2 separate regions of the Anas platyrhynchos genome follow, and region 2 is linked to region 1. Evidence: chromatin contacts called from public Hi-C data. All regions are on one chromosome and are shown on one strand. Each heading gives the region's core, a stretch centred on a gene start, on an enhancer-like site or on the middle of the called end of the contact. The rest is flanking DNA. Distances are from core to core; before and after follow the strand shown.

Evidence for each region. Hi-C and Micro-C count contacts between places; a contact is called where the count stands out from the background.
Region 2: a Hi-C map of subcutaneous adipose tissue shows a contact between it and region 1, with 3 times the contacts expected there. The contact joins the promoter of CIDEA here to the promoter of SPIRE1 in region 1. A contact is called at or near these places in 2 of 8 Hi-C or Micro-C datasets (F1 follicle and subcutaneous adipose tissue).

The regions. Positions count from the first base shown.
Region 1 is chr2:48,838,054-48,840,638 of IASCAAS_PekinDuck_T2T, forward strand. SPIRE1 (spire type actin nucleation factor 1) reads left to right here and starts at 1,312. Exons shown (of 17, transcript XM_027452074.3): 1 at 1,312-1,891. The coding sequence starts at 1,549. CEP76 (centrosomal protein 76) reads left to right here. Exons shown (of 12, transcript XM_027452077.3): 12 at 254-589. The coding sequence ends at 392.
Region 2 is chr2:49,039,115-49,041,699 of IASCAAS_PekinDuck_T2T, forward strand. It overlaps CIDEA (cell death inducing DFFA like effector a), which reads right to left and starts at 1,286. Exons shown (of 5, transcript XM_005013097.6): 1 at 1,146-1,286. The coding sequence starts at 1,183.

The DNA of each region.
Region 1 (2,585 bases), core at 62-2,561:
AGTTCGTTTAATTTCTCTGCTCTTGCTAAGTGATCGTCAGTGGTTTTGTTCTTCTCCAAGACAACAGCCCTTGCGCTATAAAACAATATTGTTTGTATTGACAGATTTGGGATGCTTGTTGTATGTTAATCATGTTTCAAATAATTGCACTTGTATAACTGAAAACTTTAATAGTAGCTTATTGATATTCGTTGTTACTGTTATTTTTCTTGCTTATGATATTAGTAATTCTTGATTTTCTTCTTTGTCATAGGTCTCCTTTCTGTGAAGAAATAATCTGTTGTAGGGGTGACCAGGTGCGACTTGCAGTTCGTGTACGAGTGTTTACGTACCCTGAATCCGCATGTGCTGTTTGGATCATGTTTGCTTGTAAATACCGCTCCGTCCTTTGAAAAACAAAATCATGCATGCCTCTTTGGATCTGCAAAATAATGTATCTGCATATCAAATGATGCAATTAAACTAATATTGTATTTTTATATAGGTGCCACGGATTTTGAATACTGTATTGTGTGAAGTGAATTGTATACATGATAATAATTGTATTTATAAAGAGAGTTTATTTTAATAAAAGCAACTTTAATACTTACATTTCCACGGTGGAAAGGAAACATACAACATTCCTGTATTTCCATCTCTCTTGGAGCTAGCAATAGCTTCTAAGTTCAGCACCTAGGAACAGTTCAGTCGGGTATAGGTAATTTTATTAATCTATGAATGTGATAATTTATGGGGGTTCTTAGGTGAATAGCTGTGCTGAGTTAGATGAAGTCTGTCTAACATCGTACCTTTTCCCTGAAAATAATATCACAGAATCACAGAATTGTCTAGGTTGGAAGAGACCTCAAGATCATCGAGTCCAACCTCTAAAATATGTCATGGATGATTGGAGGAAGAGAAAAAACAACTGCAGAGGCTTATTTCTGTAATACCTCTCCCCTTTCTGACACTCAACCTTAGCCTGCTGCTGAGGTGGAAGTTGTTCTCTGTAATACCCCTCTGTGATTTTGTCAGAGGCTGATACTCTCACCTACGCTTATCCATGTGTGGTTTTGGTTGTCTTAAACATGTGGATCGGTCAACACCGATCTCATCGCATCTAGTGTAATGTAGAGGGCTGGATAGGGATGAATTAAAGCCCTTTCCTGCACCACCCCCTCGGCGCAGCGCTTGGCAGGGGGCAGTCCCATCTCCCTGCCATTGCAAGCAGGGCCCCCCCCTCCCGCAGCAGCAGGGGCCGTGCGGGCGCTGCGGTGCCGGAGGGCGGGCGGCAGGGGGCGCTGCGTGGCGCGGGGCGGCCATTGCGCGGCTCGGAGCCGTTCCCCCCGCGGCGGCGGCGGCGGCGGCAGCGCCAGCGCCGGGGCCGCTCCTCCCGCCCCGGCCGCCCGCTGCCCGCCCGCCTGGCTGGGCCGGGCTGTCCGGCGGCCTGGCGGCACTGGCGGGGCGGGGAGGATGAGCGCTAGGAGCGGCAGCAGCGGCACAAGGAGGAGCAGCAGCAGCAGCAGCAGTGCGAGCAGCAGCAGCGCTGGGCGCTGAGCCGCGCAGGGCATGGCGCTGCCGGGGGAGCGCGGCGCAGAGCCGCAGCCCGGCGCCTCCCGCCCCGCTGCCGCCGCCACAGCCACCGATGAGGACGGAGAACCAGGAGGAGGAGGAGGAGGGCAACCGGAGGCGCTGTCGCTGGAGGAGATCCTGCGGCTGTACAACCAGCCCATCAACGAGGAGCAGGCGTGGGCCGTCTGCTACCAGTGCTGCGGCTGGCTGCGGGCCCGCGCCCGCCGCCGGGAGACCCCCGCGGGCAGACCGGGGGCAGCCGCGCACCTCCGCGTCTGGAGGGACGGAGCCGTCAGCATGGAGCAGGGCGAGCCCCGGCGGCCGCCCCACAGCGCAGAGGGTAAGGGGAGAGCGCCCCCAAAAGCCCCCCCCTCCGCCGCCTTTGGCCGCGGGACCCGCGCCCGGGGAGGTCCGGCTGGGGGCTGCGGGGTGTGCAGGGTCTGTCTGGGGTTATCTGGGTTTGTCTGGGTGTGGGGGTTTAGGGGGTCTTCAGCCCAAACCCAGCCGGCACGGGGATGAGGCATCCATGGTGCTCCCCGCTGTCAGGCTAGCTGGATTCAGCATCGCTGAAATTGGGGAGAAATTCAGAAAATTTGGGGTTTTTCAGGCTGGTGCATGCACAGTGGGGTCAGTGCGTGGGTGTTGTGCTGTCGGTCAGCCAGCGCGGGGCCAGCAGTACCCCCAAATAGCGAGAAATGCAGAATGGAAGAGGGGCTGCATCTTCCCCCCACAGCTTCAGTGGGTCTCGTAACCATTTCCACCTGAATACAGGCTGCTGTGCTCTCGTATTTTTAAAAAATAGGTGATGGTAATGTTAATAAAATTAACATTTTATTAACGGGGGAAGCATTTGCCCAGCCAGTGGATTTGTGTGCCGGGCAAATTGCACCCCGCGTGCTGCTTTTGCTTTTAGTGTTTTGGGGTGGGATCAGGCTTCTTCCCCTCTCACGTCAGCTGTAGGAAAGGCAGTGATTTAGTAGGTGTTTCTTTTTGTTGTTACCATTTCCTTGCTGTTTGTGGCCTCATTCTGTTGC
Region 2 (2,585 bases), core at 36-2,535, 200 kb after region 1:
GGACTTTCAATCAGTTCAACCATACTGCCACTTCACAGCAGTCCAAGTCTCGGGTAGTTATTTAACATCAATGCTATTCCACGTATGTTTCCGTAAGACTAGTCAATATCTTTCAAGTAAGTCTGCCCGTGAAGAAGTGAGTCTAGAGCATGGTGAGGTTTCAGACAATATTAAGTACTAGGTAACAAAAGCCAGTGTATTAAAAAAAGAAAAAAAAGCCAGAAAGCCAAGTGAACCCTTCCGTTTCTGGGTCAATTGCCCAAAGCCTGTTCTGCTTGTTTCCCCTCACACATATGTAAACCAGAGACTCAAAGGGGCTTGTTCATGGCTCACAGAAAGAAATATCACTTATTTTTTTGCAGGGAATTCCCCTACTAGATTGGAGCTACTGAAAATAATTGCATACTAAAAGGTAATGGGAATAAGTCAGGGAATGAGTGGTACAGAGCAAAGGGATGGTGCTGAAGTGCAGGTCTTCGCTCTTCCCTACAGGAGAAGGGATCCTATGTCAGTGGAAAATACAAGAACTCAGAAAAGTGTTTATAACTGAGGAAGAAATTATCTTCAACATCACCCAGCTTGCCCTGTGTAACGCCAAGCACCCAGAGACCTACAGACGCTGTCCCAAGCATTTGGTGCAGTGTCAGGGCAGGGGGCCAGCTGAGCTCTTTGTTTTGGAGGAGAAACCAGGGATTAACAACCTGCCCCGAGCCCTGTAGGCTAACTTCACCCTTTATCTTTGCTTGCCATGTGCCCTGTATGTTTGTCTAAGAACGTGGTGCAATGGTCCCCAGCCTCAGGAAAGCCAACATTGCACAACGCAAGCGGCTTCAGAATATGGCACGGCTGGATTTTTAGGGTAGAGTTCACAGTCGAGCGACAGCAGCAATAACAAAGCCAAAAATAAGTCAGAAATCAGCCAGGACACTGCGTGTCCCACCTGGCTTCCCGGTTACAACAGCCTGAGAAGACCCCACAGCCCTGAGGCGCAGAAGGGGAGCGGCGCCCGCCCAGCACACCCCAAACGCCACCACCGACCCCGGGACGAGCGGGGAGGGCGCCGAGCTCCCCCGCCAAGCAAACCTCCACTTTTCAGGCTTCTTTAAAAATAAATTAAAAGGAAACGGAGCCGCGGGGGCACTCACCGCACCGCCGAGCCCACGTAGCCCCTCGCCCCCTCCATGTCTTGGCCCTCCCCGGCCGTCAGGCAGCGCCGGCCGCCACCGCCCTTAATGGGGAGCGGGGCCGCTCCGCCTCCACGGCCGGCCTGCCCCTGGGCCGGCCCTCAGCCCGCCCCCGGCCAAGGGGAGGCATGGCCATGAGGTGGGCTGCCTTGCAGGAGCCTTGTCCTTGTCCTATCCTTGTCCATGCCACCCCCGGACCCCCTTCTTCCCCCGCCCCGAGACCCCTTTGGCTCCAAGCTCCCCCCTGGCACGACGAGTGGTGGCGGGGTTGTGCTGACAGGTGCCAGGCGAAGCACCTCAGAGGGAAGATTTATCGTTGTTATTATTATTATTCCCAATGAGTTTTTTTTTCCTTGTTGTTTACCCAGGGAAGGAAAGATAAAGATTGCTTGTTCCGTGTATATCTGAGTTACAGCTAATATAGCAACAGCAGGAGCCAATCCCATTTGAAGCCTCTAAGCATTAAGAGTAAATCAACAGATTAAAGTGCTTTGGCTTCTGATTTTAGAGCCTGGGAATAAGCTTACAACTTGGATTAATGTATGTAGTAGCCTCACTGGAGGTATTTAGCCTTCCTAGGGTATGGGCAGCAGTGATTTCTGTTTATGGGGCAGGTAAACATGTCATTTTTTCCTTTTCATGCTGGCCCACAGGCACAAGTACAGTATGTTTCAGCTCTGACACAACATGATCATTTTGACAGCTCTAAAACCACGACCACAGAGAAACCAAGGCAGATCCTGGCTGCTCCGTGCCCCACTGACCTAGGGCCAGCCGGTGAGCAGGGAGCTCTGTGCCACTGCCCGATGGCAGGAGGCTGGATCCGGAAGGTTCCACAGGGACACCTCGGTGACAGAGCCTGGACCTCGCCCAGGGTCACCCCATGGATGGGACTGTTTTTCTGGTCCATCTTGTTGAGCACAAAGGAGCCACCCACCTGATTTCTTTGCTTTCCAGGCTTCATCAGCACCCAGCCAATCCCTGCATAAATGTTCTCAAGCCTCAGCTCTGGGGCCCTTATCGGCTGTAAAAGAAAACAAACCTTTTAATCTGGGACAAATTGTGTTGTGTCCCCCCACCTAGCAGAGTAAGCAATCCCACTTCCCCACAGCAAAGCTCAGACCAGCAGGCTTCCCTGGATGAACCTGAGCTCAGGCTGATCTCTTCTTCCTCAGGCTCCTTAGGGCTTGCAGGTGTGAGGGGCCCCCTTCTGCAAAGTTACCCCCTTCTTTTTCTATCCCCTACTACTTGTAGTTTTGTCACAGTTCCGTGATACACCCCTGATACAAAGTCAAGGAGAATGGGAAATGGGCAGCAGCAGGTATTTCTCTGGGCATTGGACTCAAAGCAGCCTGTTTTCCACTGGGTCTGTATCTTACACTTGCTTGTGGGCACAACTGA